6 separate regions of the Mus musculus genome follow, and regions 1, 2, 3, 4 and 6 are each linked to region 5. A link is a contact called in public Micro-C and promoter capture Hi-C data. All regions are on one chromosome and are shown on one strand. The core of a region is the stretch at or near the end of the contact, and the rest is flanking DNA. Distances in the headings are between cores, read along the strand shown.

The links. Promoter capture Hi-C pulls out the DNA fragments that hold promoters and counts their contacts. Hi-C and Micro-C count contacts between places; a contact is called where the count stands out from the background. Capture Hi-C pulls out chosen DNA fragments and counts their contacts.
Region 1: a promoter capture Hi-C map of liver shows a contact between it and region 5, with 2.4 times the contacts expected there. The contact joins the promoter of Itga3 here to the promoter of Fam117a in region 5. A contact is called at or near these places in 5 of 39 promoter capture datasets (embryonic stem cells, liver, stem cell-derived epiblast-like cells and 1 more), 2 of 115 datasets of contacts at active chromatin or transcription factors (embryonic stem cells and extraembryonic endoderm stem cells) and 1 of 9 other capture datasets (pancreatic islet).
Region 2: a contact with region 5 is called in a promoter capture Hi-C map of liver. The contact joins the promoter of Pdk2 here to the promoter of Fam117a in region 5. A contact is called at or near these places in 5 of 39 promoter capture datasets (hippocampal neurons, liver, pre-B cells and 1 more) and 2 of 9 other capture datasets (adipose tissue and liver).
Region 3: a contact with region 5 is called in a Micro-C map of embryonic stem cells, with 4 times the contacts expected there. The contact joins the promoter of Phb here to the promoter of Fam117a in region 5. A contact is called at or near these places in 2 of 39 promoter capture datasets (both in liver), 3 of 484 Hi-C or Micro-C datasets (B cells, cerebral cortex and embryonic stem cells), 2 of 115 datasets of contacts at active chromatin or transcription factors (astrocytes and bone marrow-derived macrophages) and 3 of 9 other capture datasets (adipose tissue, liver and pancreatic islet).
Region 4: a promoter capture Hi-C map of adipose tissue shows a contact between it and region 5. The contact joins the promoter of Phospho1 here to the promoter of Fam117a in region 5. A contact is called at or near these places in 5 of 39 promoter capture datasets (erythroid cells, liver, neutrophils and 1 more), 1 of 484 Hi-C or Micro-C datasets (pre-B cells), 1 of 115 datasets of contacts at active chromatin or transcription factors (memory CD8 T cells) and 2 of 9 other capture datasets (adipose tissue and liver).
Region 6: a contact with region 5 is called in a promoter capture Hi-C map of adipose tissue. The contact joins the promoter of Col1a1 here to the promoter of Fam117a in region 5. A contact is called at or near these places in 1 of 39 promoter capture datasets (liver), 1 of 115 datasets of contacts at active chromatin or transcription factors (pancreatic cancer cells) and 1 of 9 other capture datasets (adipose tissue).

The regions. Positions count from the first base shown.
Region 1 is chr11:95,075,415-95,079,728 of GRCm38.p6, reverse strand. It overlaps Itga3 (integrin alpha 3), which reads left to right and starts at 3,015. Exons shown (of 26, transcript NM_013565.3): 1 at 3,015-3,598. The coding sequence starts at 3,393.
Region 2 is chr11:95,038,962-95,043,046 of GRCm38.p6, reverse strand. Pdk2 (pyruvate dehydrogenase kinase, isoenzyme 2) reads left to right here and starts at 1,676. Exons shown (of 11, transcript NM_133667.2): 1 at 1,676-1,908; 2 at 3,557-3,698. The coding sequence starts at 1,791.
Region 3 is chr11:95,665,492-95,669,887 of GRCm38.p6, reverse strand. Phb (prohibitin) reads right to left here and starts at 2,931. Exons shown (of 7, transcript NM_008831.4): 1 at 2,846-2,931; 2 at 1,737-1,851. The coding sequence starts at 1,824.
Region 4 is chr11:95,822,667-95,826,460 of GRCm38.p6, reverse strand. It overlaps Phospho1 (phosphatase, orphan 1), which reads right to left and starts at 1,961. Exons shown (of 3, transcript NM_153104.3): 1 at 1,752-1,961. Gm38958 (predicted gene, 38958) reads left to right here and starts at 2,050. Exons shown (of 1, transcript NR_164195.1): 1 at 2,050-2,506.
Region 5 is chr11:95,334,169-95,338,437 of GRCm38.p6, reverse strand. Fam117a (family with sequence similarity 117, member A) reads right to left here and starts at 1,420. Exons shown (of 8, transcript NM_172543.4): 1 at 1,177-1,420. The coding sequence starts at 1,372.
Region 6 is chr11:94,934,055-94,938,026 of GRCm38.p6, reverse strand. It overlaps Col1a1 (collagen, type I, alpha 1), which reads right to left and starts at 1,803. Exons shown (of 51, transcript NM_007742.4): 1 at 1,583-1,803; 2 at 1-117. The coding sequence starts at 1,658. It overlaps Gm46293 (a long non-coding RNA gene), which reads left to right and starts at 3,411. Exons shown (of 3, transcript XR_001780299.1): 1 at 3,411-3,904.

The DNA.
Region 1 (4,314 bases), core at 1,766-4,265, 260 kb after region 5:
ATGGTTTACTAGATAAGGCCTGGCGTGGAGCCCATCTGTCATCATCACATGACTCAAAGCTATTTTGGGCCAGAACCTTGCCTATACCAAGTGCCCACCCTGGCCCTCCTGGCTCTGGCTATCAACACTCCTCTAGGAATAGGGCCAAGAACCAAGGGAGCTATCCAGAAGGGCAAACGCAATGGCTCAACTTCCATCTAGCTTCCTGTTCCTTGACCCCAGATGTCTTTGGTAGCTCTAGCCCACAAGTCAAACCATGAGAGACACTGAGTGGCCCTGGAAGTCATAGCTCAGACTAATAGTGTTCCAAGGGCAGCCAGGGACAAGCGTCTGCTCTCAAATGCCACAGAGAAAACTGTTATCGCAGCTGCTCTTGTTTAGGTATGTCTGACTGTCTGAACAACATCTGCCTGGAGTTTGTCTCTTAAAGACACAGCTGTGGTCAGTGGGTACAGTCCCTGCTGTGCCTTACTCCCTTCCCATGAGCTGTGTGACTTTGGACATCCAGGTATACTCCTGAAGTGCTGCTCCCTCACGAGGCAAACAAGGTCGGCAGTCCTGACTTTCAGAGGGCACCCAGAAAGATGACGCGAGTCTGGACATTAAATGATTTGTAAGATGTGACGACGCCAAGCTTCAGAGGCCTGCACGTTAACCCCCACTTTCCCCATGGAGAAGACAGGAAACTGCTCAGCCTAGGCCCGTAGCTGGGGGATGGGAGCAAGGTGGGAGTCTGGGCAGATCCTAAAGCCACGCTCCTAACTTTACCTGGTTAAGGATGCTCGCTCCTCAGTAGCCAATATTCTGAGGCTGGCCTGAGCTACATGGCAGAAGTCATACCAGGCTGGCAAGATGCCTCAGCATATAAAGTGCTTGCTGTACAAGGCTGATGACCTGAGTTTGACCTCAGAAAGCATGTAAAAGTGGAAGAATCACCTAGCCCATGAGGTTGTCCTGACTTCCATATGCAGACTGAAGCATGTTCTATAGGCTGAGGGAGTGGTCTTTGCTGCCTATGGCTTACATCTCTGGGGGTTTTGGTATGTTTGTTGTTTTCCCCCCTCTGCCCAGAACACTACAATCTACTTTATCTCTTGGGACCGGTTCCATTCCTAAAGCAGACAAGCTTCTTATCGGGAGCTAAACAGCCGGGTAGTAAATATGCATTGGTTTGTACGCAAAGACAGAGGAACAAGGCTAGAAAGGTCATCAGATCTTCTGGTATTTGCAAAGCTAAAGGAAGATAGATTGTTTAGCAGTTACCATTTTAACCAGTTAGGCGGGGCATCTAGAATTTGCCAGGCCAAAAGGGAAGTAGAAAGTAATGGAAGAGGACACTCCCATAGGAGAGGCTCCGGTCACACCAAGTCTCAACAAAATCTGATTTGTCCTAAGGGTTAATCATTAGCATAATGGTTAAGAAGGGTTCTGGGGTTAGATACCGCACTATTAGAATCTTAGCTTTGTGGCTTTAGCCGAATAGCGTAACTTCCTTGAGCCTTGGTGTTCTCATCTTAAAAGCAGAGCTAATTCCCTGATGACTGGTGTAAGGATTTCATAATCGTAGACCCGCGCCTTCCGGTGGCTCACCTCTGCTTTCTCATCTTTCTATTTAACTCCAGGCTCATCTGGGCTGCTCCTGCATCAATGTGGCCACATGGGGCTGCAAAGATCTCAAACTTACTTTATGCAGGGAAAGCTGCTTGCTCCCCCTGGTCCCTCCAGGGCTGTGTCTGATGAAGAGACAGCTCTGCTCCCATATGTAAATAGAGAGACAGGTACAGACCTGGGTTTACATAGTGGTGGCAACGACAAACTGTCAGTAATTGTCATGAGCAAAAGGACATCCTGGTCTCTAAGGGCTGCACCTTTGAGTGTAAGAGATAAGATCAGCTGTGAGGAAATGATTGTACCTTCTAAGGTCACAATGTCTAGATAGGGAATCAGACACAGAATGAGCTGGTTCCTCAAACACCGGAGCAGAATCCCATTGGATGGGCTCATTTTCTGCTTTCCCTTTTCCTTAGACTGGTGGTTGTGTAGATGTGTGTGTATACACATATATACTTGTATACATGTATATTGCCTTGAAAAAGTAGTATTTGTAAAGCAGTTAGCATAGTGCCTGCTGCATGTGCTGTTCTTATTTAATTATAAAAACATGTAGAAAACGATGCTCAGGGAAAATGAGTCTTGTTCTGCATTAGGGGAAATCTGAGTTAGACCAAAACAACATTCCATACACTCTTGGAGTTCCCTAATTCTTCCTCGGATAGTGAGATCTTTGAGTCAAGCCCACCTGTCTCCACCCAGCATCACACCTGTGGGGGCTGAGGTCCCATTCACTGCTTCGAGACAAAGGCTGCCCTTTGCTAATTATTATTTCTGATGGGTTGTCATCACCACCACTAAATATCTGTCTGGCTTTGCGGAGGAGCCGCTTCCAGCAGGGAACAGGATGAGAGGAGGCGGGTGGGCAGGAGAAATACTCCTTCATACATAACATTGAGTGTACTTAGCACGAAGAAGTTAAGTCCGGAGACCCGCAGTCACCTCTTAGGGACTCACATCACTGCGGAGGTCCGCATTCCAGGCAGCCGAACACAGTCGACCGTTCTCCGAAGAGCCAACGCCTGGTTTGTCCAGCGGGGATCGCGGTGCTGGCGGTGCCTTGAACGGCCTTTCCAGTAGCAGCCGCCGCAAGCGCCAAGCAAATCCACCTCTGGCCCCGCCCGTCCAATCCGTCTTGTACCGAAGGCGACGCTCCTAGGAAGAAGCTCTCCGCTGGAAGGGGAAATCCGGGCTTTAAGGGTTCCCGACAGGTGTCTGAGAGAGAGGGCGGAGTCGCGATAGGAGAGATGGAGAGGGAGGGGCGGCGCTGCCCCTTTAAGAGGCGGCGGCCGAGCGGGGACCTTTTCTCTTTCCCCGGAAGGAAAGCGGAGCCCGGACTGGGCGCGCAAGGTGGGGAGGTGCGGGGCTGGGCGGTGGGGAGGCGGGGCGCGCTGGGGAGGATCCCTCCCTCCTGCCCTCCTGGTGATCGAGGGCTTGCCGTTCTAAATCCTCCACCTAGCCGAGGTCCAAAGAGCTAACACCTCCAAGGGGGCGCGGCCGGGACCATCTAGGGTGTGGGGTGCTCGGAGCTCGGAACGGTGACCCGTCCACCGAACCAACGTGAGAGTAGATCCACGGATCTGGAAAACGGATTGGAAAAGCACCCGGAGCAGACGTGAAAGTGACCCGGACTAGGGTAAAAAATTGCCTGACTACCGGTGCAGCGGCTCTGCGGGCTCGGGTGTCCTCTGGTGGCGCCTGGAGCAGGTGAACCGTTCATCACTCCCGGTGCTGAGCCCTCTAGCGATTTCGCCCGGCCCCTTACGGCCCGGCCCGCAGCCATGGGCCCCGGCCCCTGCCGCGTGCCCCGCGCCCCTGGCTGGCTGCTCCGCGCTCTGGCCTTGATGGTGGCGGCTTGCGGCCGGGTCGCCTTCGCCTTCAACCTGGACACCCGATTCCTGGTGGTGAAGGAGGCGGTGAACCCCGGTAGCCTCTTCGGCTACTCGGTCGCCCTCCATCGGCAGACTGAGCGACAACAGCGCTACCTGTAAGTCAGCCTGGCGGCGGTGAGGTGGGGTGCAGAGAGAGGGGTATGTGCGCGGATACCTGACCTAAGCTAAACTGGAGCCCTGGGCCCGCTGACTTCCAGGCCTGCTGCTGCTGGCCTTTCCTTGTGAGCCAGGATTAAGAGGGCGGGTAAGACGGCAGTTCTCCGATTGTGGGGCTTGGCGGCAAGTGGAGGAAGGGGGTGGGGGGAGGGGGGCAGTAATCATGGCAAGTGCTGACCTGGCCAGAACCTGTCTAGACGCGACCGCTCCACATTTCAGACATCTTCGGAAGTAGGGTCTTTGTTGCCCAGCACCCTGAGAATCCAGTACCTAACATTAGCTTCTTTCCCGGGCTAGGAGAACTCTGTATATTAAACACCTATTACATCGCTCTTCCCCTCCTCCTTGAAGAGAACCGAGAATATATGCGTTCAAATCCCTATTAGCCCTCTCATTTAGCCTGTGGCCAGAGCAGCCACGCCCTCTGCAGAACCAGGCTGGACCACACTTCTCAAGGGCTTGGCATTGCAGAGTGAGGTGATGAAGAGGCTGGGCATTCGGAGCTGTCCAGAGACTTCCTCTTGCCCCTAGAGGAACGGACAGTAGAAGACAGAGGAGGCGCTGTCTTCTACTCTGAGGCCAGAGCCCACCCGGAAGCAGTGGGGGTACTCCCACCAGACATCTCCCTGCATTCCACAGATTCATGTTGAATCAG
Region 2 (4,085 bases), core at 427-2,926, 300 kb after region 5:
TCTCTGTGTAGCCCTGGCTGTCCTGGAACTCATTCTGTAGACCAGACTGGCCTTAGACTCTGAGATCCTCCTGCCTCTGCCTGGGATTAAAGGTATACACCGATACTTTTTTTTTTTTCAAGTGAAAAGGCTCTGTGTGTTGGAACCAACCAGGCCAGATTTGTAGTTGAGAATGCTTGCTAATTCTGTTTTCCTGCCTATAAAATGGAGGAAACGATATAATAATCCAGCAAGCAGTGCCTGGCCCACAGCATTACGCTTTCCAAGGTGAACTCTTGTTTTGTGTTGGCTACAGTTAAACTGTTATAACTTGCAGTGTGTGTGTGTGTGGGGTGGGGGGGTTGAGGATCAAACCCATAGTCTTGCATATTCTAGGAAAACACTCTATTACTGAGTTACTACCAGCTCAAACCCACCTTCTCTACCTTTTGGAGAAAAGATCTTACTAAATTACCCAGGCTGGACTTAAACTCACACTGCCTCAGGTGGGCCTTGGACAGATCTCCTCCTGCCTCAGCCTCCAAGAGGAGCACCAGGACTTCCTAAAGGCCAAACCTCAATCCTGTCTGTGCTTCACAGGGCCATAGTAAAGGCCGGGAAACCACTGGATAATCAATAGTAATGAACCTAGGAAGGCCCAGAGAGTGGGGCACATACCAAGTTTTACCAAAAGAGGGCGCATGACATTTCTCAGGGAAGAGGCAGGGAACTGCTAGGAAGACTGGGCTGGGCTCCCAAGCCGCTAACCACTAAGATGCCTTAGCTCCTGGGGACTCGCAATAAGGAAGCCAGCGGCACAGACAGTTGCTCGTCTCGGGTTAGGTGCACAGAAGGTTACCTTCTTAGGTGGTTGTGCAAGACGCGCAAGGTTTTATGCTCAGTCAAATGAGCGAGGTAATAATAAAATGGAACTTAACTAAAATTAGCACTGACCATAGCTCCTGCTCCCGCCTCTGCCAGTCCTAAGGGGGTTTGGCTCTGGCTGTTTTTGTTGTTGTTTTCCAAGTACCAGAGATCAATACAGGGCTTCATGCATACTGAGCAAGTGCCATGCCTTCTGAGCTACATTCCCACCCTGATATCGGATCTTTTTCGAAAGAGAGAGAGAGAGAGAGAGAGAGACCTTTTCTTGGGCTTTTTGGATATTTATGGAAGTCAGCGGGTTGCACGCATATAGGATAGCTTAGTATAAGCTCGCATACTGGTTTCGGATTTTGCAAGTGTTCATTCTGGGTCCATCATAGGAGTGAGAAACCACTGTGAGCCCCTATAGCAGAGCAGGTAAGCAGGTTGTCAGGTCAAACAGGTGCCTTTAGGAAAGGGACAGGGCAGGGAAGGGAGGTTTTAAAGAAGGAGACAGGGGAAAGAACCAGGGAAAGTAGAACGTCAAACGAAGGGTTAGCGGGACTCTGGGGAAGAAAGGGTTAACTCGGGGCTGGCCCCCAAGAAGTGTAGTTGGCGACAGGAGGCGGGACTTGAGCACAGCCCAGGAAAACAACAGGCCGTCTCCAGCACCTTCACGGTTAAGGAGGTGGGCCTCGAGGAGAGCCACGTGTCGAAGCGCAAGGCTATTGGTTCTCCCAGAGTTGTTTGTGCGCGCCCATTGGCGACGTCGGGGCGCCGGGACAAGCCGATTGGCTAGGCGTTGGAGGCATCGCCAGGGCAAGGGTAGGGAGGAGGCGGCCGAAGCCCGTCTCCCGGCTAAGCTGGGCCGAGCTGACGGCCGGTGCCAGCGCCTCCAGCCCCGGGACAGCAGCGAGATCCAAGCCCGAGCCGCAGGCGCCGTCGCCATGCGCTGGGTCCGGGCGCTGTTGAAGAATGCGTCCCTGGCAGGGGCACCCAAGTACATCGAGCACTTCAGCAAGTTCTCCCCGTCCCCGTTGTCCATGAAGCAGTTTCTAGACTTCGGTACGGAGTCGGCGTAGGCGGGCACCGGGGGCTGTGGGCGCGGGGAAGGAGACCCTGGCAATGAGAGGTTAACATCGGAGGAAGAGGTCCTGGGTGGTAGGAGGGTTGGCTTGGAAGAGTATGGACAGGAATGGGTAAACGGCGAGGCCAACCTGGCTGCCCACAAAGAGTTAAGAGTGCCCCCTTCACAGTTAACTAAGAATGGGGGCGCGGAGAAAGCGTTGCGAGGGATCGTGGAGAGTAAGAGACAGTGAGGGCATAGGACCCTATCCAGACATGATAGAGTTAGTGGGAGATCCCGGCCACTGAGAGTGGGCAGCCAAGAGTAAACAGGAGACGTGCTGTTGGAGTGCTAAGGAGATTCAGCCATCTGGAAGACCTGTGCTGTGCACGAAGGGCGGGGTACTTCTGAACAGAGCAAGGGAGAAAAGCCAGGGCAGGTGGGAAGGGGGCCCCTTGAAGTAGGAGGTGCTAACAGGGGAACTCCCCTGACTGGTGAGCCTCCACCCACTGCAGCTGCCCACTGGGCAAGGACACTTGAAGATCAAATCTGTTCTGACCTGGCAGCGGTTCCTAGCTGGGCAGAGCCCAACTTACCATGAGGTAGTCAGGTGGCTTTCACCCTCCTATGGCTACCCCTGGGTTTCTGAAGATCACCCACTCGGTGTTCTGAGGGTGGAGGTGGCTTTGGGGCAGGAGAAAGCTTTGCGGAGTGGAGGATGGAGACGTTGTGTGGCCCCCATCTGTCTGCAAGGTATTCCCTGGTGCCAGCTGGTGTAGGGAGTGGACCCAGGTCTCTCAAGAGTTGGCTGTGTCACAGGCAGGAGGACAGGAAGATGGCCGACAGGACTTGGGCACCTGTTTTCCAGGATATGCCTTGTTACTCCCTGTTCAGTTGGAGTTGTGAGCTTTGCTTGTGTAGGAAATCCTCCAGGGCCCACTCCAAGTCCCCGCCAAATGAATGCCACAGCTAGAAGGGACTTGGCCGTAGTTCGGTCCACCTATCTGGGGAAAACTGCTGATGATATACAGTAAGTTACAGAAGCATCGCCTGCTGTTGATCCTAGGTCTCCTGTCTCTAGCTGACACAGCTCATTCCTCTACTGCCTGTTAATCTTGACCCTGGACCAAGGTCCCCATTTGCCTCACAGATGGTCATTAACATGGCCAATTCTACATTGGCATTCATCTGTCTCCTCAGCCTAGATGAGATGGCCTGCCTCAGGGATAATGCTGAGTTCCTACAGTCCTGGGAACCTAGTCCTAGCACCCCATGGAGAAAAGGATTTCTTAGGTGCCTCTGCACCCTGGGCTAGCCCCCTGTGATGAGTGCCCACCTAGAGAGATGGAAAGGAAAGTGAGGTGAATCACGCCAGAACAGTTCAGAGTCAGCCCCGGGAACATCTTGTTTCCCTGGTTAACAAACAGGGTTTTCACTGAGGGTCAGTGGGTGATACACTCTGTTCCTAAATTGACATCCACGTGGTAGGATGTCTGGGGAAAACTCAAGCATCGCAAGGCTAGGAGGGCTACCTTGCTGTGTGCCACAGATAGGTCCCATGGTCATTTCAGCCTGCCCAGTTTCCACATGGGTGACTGTCCCCATGGTTTGCAGCTATTGATTGACCGACCCCTCTGTCATCCTCAGGATCCAGCAATGCCTGCGAGAAGACGTCATTCACTTTCCTCCGGCAGGAGCTGCCCGTTCGCCTGGCCAACATCATGAAAGAGATCAACCTGCTTCCTGACCGAGTGCTGGGCACCCCATCGGTGCAGCTGGTGCAGAGCTGGTGAGGTCCCCCTCACATGCCACCACCCCTCCATCCTCACCGTGTTCCTCTGTTCTTGTGTCAGAAGCTAGGACAGAGGCAAGGCACAGGGGCCCCAAGAGGCTGGAGAGTTAGCCAGGATTTCTTGGACTCCTCAGCCTGAGCAGGGTCAAAGGTCAAGTTCAGTCTGTTTCTCACCATCCCACTTTCCCTGGGGACTTAGTGTCCATTCAAGAAAGCGTAGCTTTCAAAGTCAAGAGCAGAAGTCATGCTGACATCAGCAGTAACCCTTGGCCTGCTCAGTAACTTGGGAAAACAAGAAGAAGAAAAAAAAAAAAGGTGAAGATTCAGTTATCCCGGTGGCAAATCTAACTTGTCTTGAATGTTGAAGAAACACTCAGTTAAATA
Region 3 (4,396 bases), core at 1,682-4,181, 330 kb before region 5:
CCTCTCATTTCCTGTTTGAATTTAGAGTTGATCTAAAAACCTTCACTCTGAAAATAACTCATCAAAACATCATATAGCCAAAGGTCCAGGAGTTCAAAGCCAGCCTGGGACTACAGGAGACACTGTCTTAAAAACAGAACAGCTGGGTGTGGGTCTGAGTTACTTACAACTGCTTTAGTTGAGCTAGGTAGACAGGTGTACACCTTTAATTTCAGCCCTTGAGAAGTGGAGGCAGGTGGATCTCTGTGAGTTTCAGGCCAGTCAAGAGCTACATGGTAAAGATTCTGTCTCAAACAAAACAAAACAAAACAAAACAAACAAAACCAACCCTCCCAATACAAATAAAACAAAAACCATACAGGAGGTACATCAAAATCTGTTGCTGTTTTAAAAGAGTATCAGACTTAGAGGGAATCTTTTTTTTTGTTTTGTTTTTCTAGACAGGGTTTCTCTGTGTAACCCTGGCCGTCCTCGCTCTGTAGACCAGGCTGGTCTCTAACTCAGAAATCCACCTGCCTCTGCCTCCCAAGTGCTGGGATTAAAGGGGTGTGCCACCACGCCCGGCCTTAGAGGGAATCTTAAGAGAAAAACTAGTTCAGTCCCCTTGTTTGACCAATGAGAAAGCTGGGGACTAAAAGGAGGGACTCGCAAATAAGGCCATGTAATACAGTCAAAGAAAACCCAGCTTTGCACTGTGGCACCATTCAATACCTGGCAAAAACTATTCTCCTGGGCCGGAGAGATGGCTCAGCGGTTAAGTGCACCGACTGCCCTTCCGGAGGTTCTGAGTTCAACTCCCAGCAACCACATGGTGGCTCACAACCATCTGTAATGGGATCTGATGCCCTCTTCTGGTGTGTCTGAAGAGAGCAATAGTATACTCATACATAGAAGAAATAAATAAATCCTTAAAAAAAAATTTAAAAACAAAAACCTATTCTCTCTGCAACCAGCTGAGCAAAACTTTTCTCAGGACACAGTCTCTCAAACTGGTCTAGAGATGTTGCCAAGATACTTCATGCAAATAAGGAAGAGAACCAATGGGCTCCTGTCACCTCCTGTCATCTGGGTAATACCTCATCATTTCAAAGTGGCTAAAGTGCTAAACATTGGACAGGAGGGCTCCCCTTGAACAAAGCCTCTAAGTTAGTGGCTTTCAACCTGTGGGTCAGAACCCTATGAGGGGGGATGTTAAAAGACCCTATTACAGGGGCTGCCTATGACCATCGGAAAACAAAATTTACGATTCATAAAAGTAGCAAATCACAGTTATAAATCAGCAAGGAAAAGAACTGTATGGTGGTGGAGGTGTATCACCACAATAGTGAGAAACTACTAAATGTTCCAAGCATCAGAAGGCTGAGAACCCCTGCCTAAGTGATCATAGGCCTCTGATGACTCACAACCAGTATGTGGGGTAGCAGGTGAGTCCCCCTTAACCTCACACACCTTCAGACAGCAGCTAGCATCAGGAATGTCAAATGGGCTGTAGAGATGGCAAAGCGGTTAAGAGCACTGACTGCTCTTCCAGAGGTCCTGATTTCAATTCCCAGCAACCACATGGTGGCTCACAACCATCTGTAATGGGATTCAATGCCCTCTGCTGGTGGGTCTGAAGACAGCGACAGTGTACTCATATAAATAAAATAAATAAATCTTTTTTTTTTTTTAAAAGGAATGACACATGGGCTATGCAGATCAACAGAAACTATGCAGAAAGCTCTTCCGCGCCTCACCATTATACAAAGCAGAGTTCACCACGCCTCCTGCAACTGCCAACGCCAGGCCGAACTTTCCAATGGACTCAAACACTTTGGCAGCCATGACTCCTTCTGTTGCTTCCACTCACACCTAAACACGGGGTAAACATAAAACACTTTGACACCAGATTCTCAGAGAAAGCCCGCTCTGAGGCACAGAGTTCATGTCTCAACATACATTTTCATATGTCTACACCTGTGGGCCCAAACTCACTCACTGAACGCCCCATAACACTGACCACCTTGCAAACTGTAGATCATGTCTGCGTTTGTGGACGTGTTTCTTTACAACCATTCAGAGAAAGAGTCTGCGACACTTGGCTCAGCGTAGGAACGGTGCTTTGTACCCACGAGGAACTTAGTACACAGAAAAACCACACTCCCTTTTCCTAGACCAATAGGCCACAAGCGAGACCGGTGCTACACGGCTGAAGCCAACAACAAAAAGGGCAATTTCTGTTAACATTTAAGTTACACGGTCTCCGACAGCCTTGTTTAACCTTCAGTTACTTTATGAAGGTTATGACTGCTGAAGTGCATAGAGAGGTTATACTCTTAAGTAGTAGAACCAGGGTTAGAATGAGAAGACCGAATTCTAGAAGACATTGTAGAACTCCTCCCCATACCAGTTAATAGGAAAGCAGGGGCTGGCAGGGGTGCAGCGAGGCAGAGCGGTGAAGGACTGGAGGTGGGGCTGCGGCGGGACGGGTGGGGGCACGTAGCTGACAAACTAGAAACCAGTTAGCCTTGAACTTTTTAATGTCCCGCCCCTGCGTCACCCTTGGTACAATCCTCAAACTCGCCCTCCCCTTTCTCAGACTTCAACTGCTTGTGTATCGGGATTTCTCCATGCACATTTATCCTCTGTCTCTGACATCCAGCTCTTTTTACTCCACCAGCTTCTGGATTTTTCCTCATCCTGTCCCCTCCCCTTGCACATTCCTAACTCCTTCTGGACCGAGATTTCCCCCTTCTCCACTAGGCGTACCCACACATGCATCCCATGCCCTCATTGTACATAGGAAAGCAGAGGCAGGCTACAGGGACATAGGACCAGAGGCCTCTACCGCTCCTACCACGCTTACCTGCTTTCACTCTGACCTCCACATGAATTCCCCAGCTCCGGATACTGCGCGTGCGCCAGGCAGCTCCTCCCCCCCCCCCGACCCCCGCCTCTTCAAGATCCGACCCTTCAATTGGTGAAGCCGAGCGACGTGCATTCTGGGAAACGTGTTTTGCAGTCTTCCGCGGGCTCTGTGGCTTTAATGAGGTCAACTACAACTCCCAAAAGATCATGCAGCAACGGGCTCTTTCAGGAAACCCGTTTCTGACTGGTGAGAACGGATGGGATGTTGCCGCAAAGCCTTTCGGGAGTTGTAGTTCCTTGGTAATATATGCACGTGCCTATTCCTCAAGGAGGTGGTTCCAGAAGCCGGAAGCAGACTGGATCGGAAAGGAGTTGGGCTTCCACTTGGTAGAGGAAATCACAAGGTGGTGAAGGAATGGGTGGGCATTTTGGATAAAGGTGAGGTAAAATAATTCATGCACTGAGAGACTGCTAGGGAAGTTAAGGACAGCCCTCAGGGACGTAAGATGTTGATCTTCCAAGCCACTCCATAACCTTAAAAACGGCTTAGAAAGAAGAGGAAGGGAGTCGGTCATTCAGGTCTTGCAATACTTCAGTAAAGGCTCTTGATTTAGGGTCTAAATCTCTGGGCATCTTTTTTTCCAAGTTATATTCGAGGAATTGCAAAAAAGGGACGGAGATCATGTGTATGGCTTCTCAAGTTCACCTGTTGTCAACAATTTGCGTATTTGTTGTTGTTTTTGTTCCATCTCCTCGCCTCCCTCCACTTTTCTCTTTCTCCTACTATTCTCTAAGATCAAGGATATCTATCCTCTTACTTTTTGTTTTGTTTTGTTTTTTGTTTTTGTTTGTTTGTTTGTTTTCGAGACAGGGTTTCTCTGTGTAGCCCTAGCTGTCCTGGAACTCACTCTATAGACCAGGCTGGCCTCGAATTCAGAAATCCGCCTGCCTCTGGCTCCCAAGTGCTGGGATTAAAGCGTCCGCCACCACGCCCGGCTACTATCCTTTTACTTAAGTAAATATTATCCATGTCTGCATTCCAATTTTGCCAATTAAGCAAATAGTGACTTTTATAGCATTCCTCTCCATGACACAAATCTAAAATGAAGTAGTTTATTTTTTTGGGCTTGTTGCTCCCGAAATACAAACTCTCCTGAGAATATCTGTAAAGAACATGAAAACCCCTGGCACTGTGGCGCAATGGATAGTGCATTGGACTTCTAAGAAAGACCTGCTCCTTATTCTTAGCTTAACTTTTATTTAAAAGATAAAATGCAATTTTAAATTTGCAATCGGTATTTATTTCTTATTAAAATATAAGAAGCCAGATATACATTTAAAAGAAAGGAAGAAAGAAAACGAACGAACGAACATGAAAGCAAGCTAGGTGCAGTGGTGCACGACTTCAATCCCAGCACCCAGGAGGCAGAAGCAGGTGGCATCTGAGAGAGAGAGAGAGAGGGAGAGAGGGAGAGAGAGAGAGAATGTGAAGACACAAGGAAGACTATTGGGGTGGAAGAGAGACTGGAAGGGCCTGGGGAGGGTAAAT
Region 4 (3,794 bases), core at 712-3,211, 490 kb before region 5:
CTGGGCAGTGCAGGGCATTGCCTTTAATCACAGCAGAGGCAGAGGCAGAGGCAGAGGCAGAGGCAGAGGCAGAGGCAGAGAGGCAGAGAGGCAGAGAGGCAGAGAGGCAGAGAGGCAGAGGCAGAGGCAGAGGCAGAGAGGCAGAGGCAGAGAGGCAGAGGCAGAGAGGCAGAGGCAGAAGCAGAGAGGCAGAGGCAGAGGCAGAGGCAGAGGCAGAGGCAGAAGCAGAGAGGCAGAGGCAGAGGCAGAGGCAGAGGCAGAGGCAGAGGCAGAGGCAGAGGCAGAGGCAGAGGCAGAGGCAGAGGCAGAGGCAGAGAGGCAGAGGCAGAAGCAGAGAGGCAGAGGCAGAGAGGCAGAGAGGCAGAGAGGCAGAGAGGCAGAGAGGCAGAGAGGCAGAGGCAGAGGCAGAGGCAGAGGCAGAGGCAGAGGCAGAGGCAGAGGCAGAGGCAGAGAGGCAGAGGCAGAGGCAGGTGAAACTAAGTTAGAGGTCAGCTTGGTCTACAGAGTGAGTTCCAGGACAGCCGGTACTACACAGAGAAACCCTGTCTAGAAAAACAAAGCAACAAAAAATTCTGTGTGACCACCAGAGTCCCCGTGGAGAACAGGACAGGACCTTTGAGTTTCTCCCACATGCTAGAGCAGCCAGGAGGCAAACTTTTGGGGGCTGAGGGAAGTCCTTTTCTAGTCTCATCTAAGATCAATGTTTGCAGCCCTGATTCCCTATCACAGCCCCTGCCTGCTCCTTTGATACAAATACTTTTAGGTTAGATCTGTGGGAAGTCGGGGTAGGGGTGTGTGTGTGTGTGTGTGTGTGTGTGCACTAACTTAAGTCTAAGCTTGAAATTCTCCTAATGGGGGAGAGGGTAGAGCCCATAGGAAAGTTTGGGGAGTTTTCCACAAGAAACATGCAGACTGAGAGTGGGGGTGAGCACTTAAAAACTGTCAAGCCCTCTCTGCTTCAAGAATAAGTATGCCCATCACTAGAAATTAGATCTGACAATTAAGCTAGGATTCCTGCCCCCAACACTCGCAACTTCACAAACTCCTTTCTTGTTCATTAACCCGTAATGGGCAAGGGAGGGGGTGCAGAGAGGTCCAGCTTACATCACACAGCATCAGAAATAGGATTAAAACTCAGGGATCTCTACTGCCTCTTGAAGAAATTACCTGAACTCCGGAGGCTCTGTATGTTCCCTGTCCTAGCTAGTCTGCGCCCCGGTGCCAGTGAGGAATCTGGGACTAGGCGTCACCTCTGGGGTCCCCTGCCTGGGGTGGACAAGCAGAGGTGATTCTTACTGGGTAGGGGCAGGGAGATGGCAGCTGCCGGTGGGGTAGCAGGAGAGATATTTTTAGAGGTGACTGGAAAGCAGGCACTCTGGCACACCCCCAGCTGGCGGGCGCTTCGCTCTAATGCGGGCGGGGGGTGCGTAGCTCGGGGAGAAGGAAGGACTTGTGGGTGGCGGGGAGCTATGACAGTCCCCGGAGATGAAGGGACACTGGGTACCATTAACCTGGGAAAGGAGGGGGTTCAGTTCTCTGCCCCTGGGACTACCCCACCACCAAGCACATGAAACACACTCAAACTACACACAGCCCCCACCCCAACATTTAGATCGCGGTCCTCCCGGAGCCCAAGACTCATGCGGGGCAGCAGCGGTCACGCTGTCTGTCCCAGCTGAGTTTGGAGTGGAAGTAGTGGGAAGGGGGCTACTTAAGGGATTTAGGGACAGGATGGAGCAAGGGGTGCTTACGGGATTTGGGGGGTACGCGGTCTTATCCACCCCCGGATTTCTGAGCTCCGGCTCACGAATCCCTCCAGCCCCGAGGGACTGTGGATGATGTGCTTCTGCTCCGTCCCTTCCACCTGCCCCCCATCCTCGGGGCCGCCGCCGCGTCCCCTTTAAATGCCGGGGAGCCAGAGCCCGAGCCGCGGCGGGCGCTGCGGCAGCCGCAGCACCCGGGCCCACCGCAGTCCCCGCACGTCACAAGCGCCCAGCCAATCACCGTGGCGCCGGCGCACATCAAAGGGGCGGGCTGCCCGGGAGCCACGCCTCCGGGCTGTCCCGGAGGCCGCGCGAGCGGCCGTGAGACTGGGCGGGCGGGACGGGTGGAGCGTGGCGCGTCCCGTCCGAGGAGCGTGGGTGCGGGGCACCCTCTGCGTGCGCGTGGGCACGTGCGTGAGTCAGTGTCACACTGCCCGCCTCCTGCTGGGCTCGGCGCCAGGACTCTGCAGGCAGCCCTTCCACCGCCCGGCTTCCCTCCTTGTCGCGGGACAGCCGGGTGACCGGCCCGCCAAGCAGCCCTCCCTCCATGTGCTCCGAGCTCGCCCTCTGCCCTTCCGGGAGGAGTCGCGGCATCCTGCCGAGTCCTCGGAACCCTGTCCCCAAATTACCGGGTACTCGGGCTTGCCGATGGAAAAGCTCTCCCAATCCAGCACCGCCTAAACTCGGAGTTGGAGAACCGACACTTGAGCACTGTGGTGCAAATAAAACCCGCTTTCTCCCAAGTTCCCGCTCTTCCTCTCTGGCGAGCTTTCCCTTCCTTCCCACCCCTCAGAACACTAGATTACGATTAAAAGAGAGGAGGTGAAACCTGCACTTTCTGAACCGGTGCGACGAACCCAGGAGAAAAGACTTGTCCAAGAGTTCGAACACAAGGACACCTCACTTCAGTCACAGAACAGGATCTGTGGGTGAGGAGGTGCACCCTGGCCTGGGTCTACCTTCAACTCTCCTATCATCCTCTAGCTTTGAATACCAGAGCTCCGTGCTTCCACCAGCAGAAGGCAGATTGGCAGAAAAGTTGCCGATACGATGGACCACCCGCCCAAATCTTTGAGGGCGACGTCTCCATTGCCCCTGCTCCCTCTCTAACACGCCAGCGCCCCTTCACCTCTTTCCTGAAGTCCAAGGGCTACCGGTGTTTATTCTACCTAGCTCTACCTAGCGGTGCTCAGGCCCTGGGCCTTTTATCTTGAGTCGGGGTGGGAGGGTGGGTCTCTTATAATTTGTTGCTACCTATTCTAGGCCCGACCCTGAGCTCCTAAATCTCCTGCTTCCATGTCCAATTTGATGGATTAAAGGCCCGAGTCCCCACACCCTGCAATCCCTCCTCTTAAAGAAGCAGTTTCATCTCCACACCCTTCTCAAAGACAGGCTCACACAGCCTTCATCATCTGTGTTGTATCTGTTCTCGGCCCTCCAATGCCCCCCAGACCCCCCCCCCCTTTGAGACAGTTTCCTGTCGCCCAGGCTAGTAATGGGCCTTGCTGTATAGTCCAGAATGACGGTCTACTCCCGAGTTCCTGCCTCTACCTTCTGAGCGCTGGGATTAAAGGCATGTGTGCCACTATGCCCTTTCTTAAACCAGCCCTAGGTGTACTTGAGGGGAGTGGGTAGATGGCTGGAAAGATTTGAATGTCTGGATCCATGCTCCCATCCTTGTTCTCCTTCCAAAATGATGCCACTGAGGCTCTGAAGAAATCGAACTGGGAAGAGCTAACCCAGCTTGCTTGGGCTATCCAGTTGATGAACCGTAGCGTTGGAGTTCCAACCCAGTTTGCTTACCCATGACCTCATACTGCGCCTCTCCCTTGTCACTTTTACTCTTTTTTAAGTAAATTGAGGGCAGAGACCATGTTTGCCTTTGTTGTTGTCTTCCAAAAGGGCAGGGTTTCTCTGTGGAGCTCTGGCTGTCTAAGACCTCGCTCTGTAGATGAGGCTGGCTTTGAACTCCGAAATCAGCCTGCCTCTGCCTCCCCAGTTTTGAAGTTAAAGAATTGGGCCACCACCACC
Region 5 (4,269 bases), core at 171-2,670:
ACCTTCAGGAAGAGGATATGCAATGTCCAAGCTTAGTCATCTGCAGAAAGCACAAGAGACTGGTGTAGGGACTGTCACAGTAGGATGGCAGGGACCATAGCTTCTGTACATTTGGTACAAACTTAGACTTAGGAAGTGTGCAATGATCCTTTCACATCTGGTGTGAATCAAACGCAAACTTCACTTTTAACTTACTGCCAACCTCCTCATGCAAGTAGGTTCCCTTTCCGTTCCAAAGGGCCTGCAATTGTGGGTCCCATCACAGCCTTAAGTGTGAAAGCAAGGTTAAATTTGCTCCACCCTAGTTTCCCCACACCCACCACATCAAGCTGCTATTAAGAAACTGCTTCGGCGCTGTTCAGAAAGTGGGGTATTTAACACAGCATACTTGATTGTAAGCACTCCACTGCCACGTTGGCTGGGAATGCTCAGGGCAAAACACCTTCGGAGGAGGCAAGAAGTAGGATGCAAACTGCCCAACTCCTGTACATAAGCACACACGCACAGAATAACTGGAAAGAGACAGCCATGTTAAGCAAGTCAGAGATATGGGAACATTCAACTTCGGGGCTACCCCGAGAGGAATGTAGAAAATCGGTAACAGAGGTATGTTTGCACCGAAGTAAAAGCCGTTAAACTAACTTATTCCAACGGGCTGAGTTCAAATCATCTCCTGGAAGAAGCATAATGTGAAAGCGCACGTGAAGTGGTGAAGAAAGGAACTCGAGAGCCATAGAGAGAGACGCTGGGGCCAAACTCAAGCAGGAGAAGTAACACATGGCTCCACCCGGCTCTCTTCCATGCCCCTCCCCCTCACTGAGCAGGCGTCCAGCGCCCACCGGTTCTGGCTCCCAGTGAAGCCCTCGACTCCGGACGCCCACAACACTCCTTGCACGCACTCTAGCACTTCTCACACCGCCCGGGCGGACACTTCGGACCACTTTTCGGTTACGCCCCCCCAAAGCTAGCTTCCATCTGCCAGGTCCCTCCCCTCTGGTCCCCGGCCCATGCACCCGGCACCCCGTCCCGGAGTTGCACCGCAGGTTCGCAGCTGCTCGCCTTCGCTCCCTCCGCCCTCGCGAACTCTGAGCGCCCCTTTTTCTCTTCTCTCACCTCCCATCTACTTCTAGTACTCTCCAGCCCGTCGCCCCAGCACCCGCTCCGGACCCGGCTCACCTGCGCGGCCACCCCCGTCCCGGCGCTGGTGAGGCTGCTGCAGCTGGAAGGGGACCGTAGCCCTGAGTGGCTGCAGACCGACCCGGGGGGAGCCAGCGGGCGCCGGTGGAGAGCAGCCCCGCCGGAGACCCCCCGCCCCTCCGCGCCCCGGCCCCCAGGAACCTCCGCCTCGGCCGCCCGCTGCGGCCCCGGACATGGCCCACCCGGCTACCTGCCGCCTCACCCCCACGGCGAGCCCCACACTGCCCCCAACCCCCGCGGCCGCTACTTATCTGCCCTACGGGCGCGGACCGGCCCCCTCGGCCCAGAGTTCTAATTGGCCTACAGAGTCCCAGGACCTCCCCCTCAACCAATCCATGGCGGGGCTCTTCTGTTTCCGAGGATGATTGGTCCATGTGCTCAGCCATCAAGTCAAGACCCCCACCCTCCTGATTTTCTTCTTTTCTTTTTTTTTTTTTTTTTTAATGTCCTTAAGGCTGCCGATTGGACCTTCCAGTAGAGGGCTGGTTCTTCAGCACTGCCAATGAGAAGGTTCAAAGGGGAGGATCGTCACACCCAGTCCCAGGTAGTATGCAAATATATGCCATGTGATGTCAGGCTGTGCAGGGGGCGGGGCTGGATGTGGACTGGAATCAAACACTACTGAAATCTTTAAAGGTGGTAGTGTCAAACTCTAAGCAGTTTCAATGGGACTGAGAATGCCTAACTTCAAAAGCCATTACATTTAGTTTAACTAAAAAACATTAGTTTTCAATTCTCATGAGATTTCACTGCAGCTGACAAACTCCAAACTGAGATTCGATAAATTTATAGAAGGTTTGCCTATCATTTGCATGAGCTTTGCATTAAATTCGTACATTTAATGGCTACCTCGCCTCACATGACACTCATTTGTCTTCTACGTTTCCAAGTCCCTTCCTGAAGCTGGTCCAATCTCAATAAAAACAGCTGTTAGTCTGTAAATTAACTTGAGCCTTTAAAAGGGAGCTGGGAATTTCCCTTCAGAACCATCCATTGTAAGTGTACCTAGCAAAACAAAGTAAATGATAAATCTGATCAAGTTTGATAGTGACTCCACTAGGAAATCTTTGTCTTTCCAGCTCAGTTGCTCTCTGACCTACAAGTCAAAGACCAGATGGTCCCCAAAGAGAATACTGGCAAGCTGTGAAAATTATATGCTATGTATATGTGAACACATTTTCGGAAAAAAGAAAAAGCAGTATTTAAGATACTATTAAAACAATGCATCTCAAAAAAAAAAAATCCATTACTCTTGCTACTTTGTTCTATATATGGAAAAGAAACAGAGCCAATTAACGCTGGACTGTCTGTGAGAAGGGACCATCCAAGTAATTGGATAATTCCCTCTAGATTTATATTTAGTTATGAATTCTAATTTTGACCTTGCTACCGATTTGTCTTTCTATTTCAGTCTCTACCGAGTTTAGTATTTTTTTTAAAGGTATTCCCTTGAAGCCACACTTACTAATCAGAGGAAAGGGAGTAAACTGGGTGTGCGTGCTGCGAGAGTACCTTGGGATCCAATACTGAAAGCAGATAACGCTCAGAGTGGGAATGCAACAGTTGGCTGAATATTAAAATCAGACCAGAACACAGAACATGGAGGCAAAGGAACATACTGTGAAAAGATTTTTCTCTGCAAAGACACTACTTTCATGTTTGAACGATTTGCTTCAAGCTCTGACATATAGATTGTTTGTGATGGAAGAAAATAGTACTCTTTTTTTTCCATGAGGACGACAGTCTTACTAAATGCCTGATAGGGATGAATAAGACCTGGTGGTTGGAATTAAAACTCAGCCATTCTCAGGCTAGCTCAGCTTTAAAAAGTACATCTGATGGCTGGGGATGGAGGTCAGTGGGCCAATACCTGCCTGGAATGCTCAAAGCTTTAGGTTTGATTCCGGCTATGGAGGGAAATGAGGGAAGCAGATTGAATTCTCAATTTCAATTAGCTCAACATTCTCATACACTTCAGATCTCTGCCTTTATCAAGGCGTATTCCACCCCTGGGTCTCACAGCCTCACTGAGAAAACCAACAGCAATAGCCCTAATATTCAATGAATCCCTTCCTGCATGCCAGATACATATCAAGTACTTTGCATACTATTTCATTCATCCATTATGACTGAAAGTGAGAGGTGGCTACTATGCCCTCTTTACTGAGTCTTTGGAAAGAAGCCCCATGCTCGGGGTTACCCTGGAGGCTGACTCCAGATCTGAGCCTTGCTTGATCTCTATGCTTATAAAACGTTTCATGAACTTTTTTCTACAATGACATGTATCTGGCTGGTGTGCCAACATCTGTCTAGTGCTTTGCAGCTTACACATCATCGTGTTATCTAACTCTCACTATAGCCATGGAATGTACAAAATGCAAATATGATTGTCTTAGTGAACCTCTACAGGAGGTTAGGTCACAGTGGCTCAACTGCTTGCCCAAGATCCTTTGGCAGACACAGGACTTCCAGCTTCAAATACTTTCCCAACTAACACTCAACTTCCTGACCAGACCACTAGGATCGCCTGAGAGGGAGAGGGTGAACTATGTGGTCTCTTGCATATTCCTCTGATAATGTATACTATTTTAGGACCCCTCACGTGTATATAGATCCTTAGATAGTCTCATGCAATAAGGAGTGGTTTTTATTGGGTGAGCATTTTAAGTGTGTGTTACTGATAAAAAGCCTTGGACTGAGGGATTTTGAAACACATTAGGCAAATAGCTTTTCTCTTTGTTTAAGAATCACCCTGACCCATCAACCTTCCAGACTTATTGTAAGGATGAATTGACACACTGTTTTACAGATGTAATTTTGCCTTGGAAAGAGGGGTTAGATAGATAGAAACAAGTTTTTTTTTTTTTTTTTTTTGATTTTTCGAGACAGGGTTTCTCTGTATAGCCCTGGCTGTCCTGGAGCTCACTTTGTAGACCAGGCTGGCCTCGAACTCAGAAATCCGCCTGCCTCTGCCTCCCGAGTGCTGGGATTAAAGGCGTGCGCCACCACGCCCGGCTAGAAACAAGTTTTAAATGTTTCCCCAAAGCCAGGGTAGCAGTACTGAGGACCTAG
Region 6 (3,972 bases), core at 554-3,053, 400 kb after region 5:
GCACGTCATCGCACACAGCCGTGCCATTGTGGCAGATACAGATCAAGCATACCTCGGGTTTCCACGTCTCACCATTGGGGACCCTTAGGCCATTGTGTATGCAGCTGACTTCAGGGACTGAGCAAATGGGAAGAGACACAGGATGTGTGCGGGTCAGAGACCTTACCCCGGAGCACCAGGGATCCCAGCCTTACTCACTCTTTGCCCTGTCTAAGAGGCGCACGGAGACTTCCCACTTCCTGAATCTTTCCCCCCACTCCCTATATTCTTCCCTCAAATCCTTAAATGCAGGTCTGCTCCATATCGGCGACGTTCAGTGACAGCACCAGGGCGCCTGGCCAGGACTATAACGTCCCAGTTCTCAGGAATTTAAACAAAGCTCTAGACTGGGGTTTCTTCCAAACAACTTCAGCCCACGCGCGCGGGAACCAAATGAAATAAAAAAGCCTGCTGAAGGAGAGTAGGAGGGCTCCTACGCAGTAGGTGGGGGCTCGTGGGACGTGGTTTGCGCGGAGACAGGAGGCGGGGGTGGGAGGAGAGAAGGGGAAATTCAGCCCTGGTCCCACCTCCTTTCCCGGGGCAGGTGGGGCGGAATGGGCGGGGCTACAATGTGGAGGGGCTGATTTCAGTGGAGCCCTGTCCAGTGTAGTAAAATGTATCCCTAAAGTTAGATACATCCCAATTTCCAGCTCCCAGGAATCTTGAAAACTTGCTAACTAGACAAGCCGGGTCCTTCAAAGCCAGTAGTGCTTTGGAATCTCCTTAGCCAAAGAAGTCAAGTCTACAAATAGTAATGATGAGTTAACCACGCCCACCGCTCCAGGACCTGATCAAGGCAACCACTAGGTGGCGGGCAAAACTAAGCAATGCAGGGGCGGACCGACTTTTACTCGGCCTGGGTCACTTCTTTCAAAGACCAGAGCTACCCCATCCATCCCTGCTTTTATTTTCCTAGTCTGGAGATGAGGGTCCGCAATAACCCAGGTTTTCCTTCTCAGCCTGTGCGCTGTAAAGTGCTGTACCAGGACTCGTAGTGCTCTCGGCTGGCCAGCAGGAGGCACAGGGACCGCGCCCAGTCAAGTCCTAGCCAAACTTTCTCATCCAGCAACCCGCCCTCTCCGTGCGTCCCCTCCCCCCCCCCCGAGAGCCCAGCACCCCGGAGGCCCCAGCAACACTGTCTAGCCTGCAGAGAGGGCAAACAATCTTTCCTTATGAATCATCCCGCAGCCTTTTTGATAGCTTTTACATCTTGAGCTCCGAATCTCTATTCCAGAGGCCTTATTTCATTTTCGACGTACTCTGCCCCAACCCGTGTCCAGATTCCCACTTTTCCTGTTGTGCTACAGATGGGTGCTTGAAATTTCTTCCTGGGCCATCTCATGCAAGGCTCCACTTCTGAGAACTGCTCCCCCTCATCTGCTCAACAGGGTGACCTCTCTCATCCCGTTTCCTCTCCATCACCGTCCCATCCCTGCCTCTGGAGCAGCCCTGCACCTCCATTTAAGTCTTATCTGCTAGGACCCCTCTATACAGAACGCAATACCAAGAAGCTGTAGTAAACTCCCCAGAGTTTGGAACTTACTGTCTTCTTGGCCATGCGTCAGGAGGGCAGTGGCCCCTAAGAGGAGCAGGAGCCGGAGGTCCACAAAGCTGAACATGTCTAGACCCTAGACATGTAGACTCTTTGCGGCTGGGGTGGGGGGTTAGCTTCGGCTCATGCGTGGCCTCACTCCGCGTGCCTCCTGCTCCGTCCCGAGGAGAAACTCCCGTCTGCTCCGACGACTGGCCTGGGCCCCTTTTATACCATCTTGATGGAGAGCTGGGAGGAACCCTGCCTCTCGGAGAGGGGGAGCCAGCAGCCCGGCCCCCAGCCAATCAGAACTGCCTGGCCCGGCCCCCAATTTGGAACGAAGAGGGGGGAGGAGGGAAAGGAAGGGAAAGGAGTCCACCCAGCGCCCCCCCTCCCGCAACTCTGCCGCCCTTGCCCCCCAGATCTACATGGGCCAGAGGTGCTGTCACTGGAGTGTGGCTGGGCCCTCAGTATACTGAGTGTGGGTAGAGAATACCCCTTGTACTTTCTTTCTGGGACTTCAAATCAGAAGGATGTAGAACTGAGAATCTGAGTTGGGAAACACTACAAAGGGATCAGTGTCAGGAATAATTGGGAAAAGGTCCTCCTGGCCATGCCTAGTAATCTTTCAGGCATCCTGGGGAAGAACTAAGGAATAAGTTAGATTAATCTGATTAGAACCTATCAGCTAAGCAGATGTGCCTGTTGGAGGGAGGGGATCACCTCATGGTGTGGACCCAGGAATGGAGGGTAGGAATATTTGTGAACAGTTATACATCTCTTCACAGATACTAAGAGTCAGATATGTGGTGGTTTGAAAGGAAGGGGGTGCCTATCTGTTCTGCCATGCCAGACACACCTTTCTAATAAATAACAGCTCTGAGGCTGAGGCTTGGGGAGACCTTTGACATCCTTGTCCTTCCAGAAGAATGCTTATGCATTAAGTGATGAGCAGCAGTGTGGGCAGGGGGCTTTCTGGGTCCTCAAAGCTGGGGCCTGGGGCATGTTGTATAAATTCTTCTCTGACCTCCTCCATCCCAGCACTGGGATGTGAGTTTGTTGCAGGAAGCCTGTGACCAGGGATGTTTTAGAAAAAGGTCTTGTGTCAGCTGTGGCCACAGCCAGAGATTTGTTAGAGGCCCTCTTATGTAGCAATATCAATGCAGAATGAACAGGTAGAAGGTACTTGGCCATAGAGGGGTGTTCTCAAAGCTACAGAGAGCCCTCTTTTCTAATTGTACTTGGATGTGGTCTGGGGACACCTAGGTGAACTCAGTGTGTGGCAGAAACTTGTGTTTGGTAGCTGAGGGACTTTATTTAATGGTTTCTTCCCATGTCCTCACTTCTTTGCTGAAAATCTTGGCCATTGCTCCCCACCTCTGCCGTCAGGAAAGGGTCATCTGTAGTCCCCCAAGAACAGCAGCTTATATTTAAAGTTGTCGCTAAAAGACAGTGTCCGTTCTTCCCCGGTGCTCCCTGCACCCTGCAAAGGTGCTCTGTCCAATCTGCTTAGGAACTTCATCTTGTCAAACTGTGTGGGTGGTGTGGGAAGGCACTGGGGTCTCCTTGCAGGGCCCATAGACATCCTGTATCACTTCCCCCACCGGCTTCTTTAGAGCTGTAAACGTGGAAGCAGGGAGTCCCGCCTCCTCCAAACCATCCAAGATTCCATTGCTCCCCCCCCCCCCTTCACGCCCTCCCTGAGCTAGTTTTGTGCAACGAAGGCAAAGGGAAAAAAAAAAAAGACCAAGGGAACAGAAGGGGAGGGAGCCACGTCGCTGGCCGTGGGCAGCTAGGCCGAGCAGTGCGGGTGGGGTGGCGGAGGGAGACTGCAGGGGCTATAATTAAAGGGAAAATATAGAGTTTCCAGAGAAGCAGAGCTGGAGACAGCAATGGAAGGACAGGACTTCATCAATTATCCCAACCATGTGGCAGTAACTTGTGGCCCAGGATCTGCCCCCGCCTAATGCCAGTGCCTGTAGGGCAAGGCTGGGGCTGAGATGCTGAGATGGTAGTTCCGGAACTCACCAAAGTCCTGCCTTCCACTGTGGTCAGTTCCAAAGGATGCCCCACTCCCCAACAGTGGACAAGGATGGTGTACCTCAGAGGGAACAGGTGTTTGAGGTGGCTGTGTCCAGGGTAGAATGCCACGAAGCGTGCGCACACACACACACACACACACACACACACACACACACACGCGCGCGCGCGGTGTGATCTGCTCACCCTTTGTTGGGTTTTGTATCAGAAAAGCACTTATCCAAAGCTCCCTTTCCCTGCTCCCAATCTAGCATCCCCAAGGCTCACCTGGAAGAAGAGACAAGAGCCTAACAGGTATGAACTGGTGATTGCTACATTAAGGGCCTGAGGTTCTGATGGAAACTTGGAGACCACTAGAATGG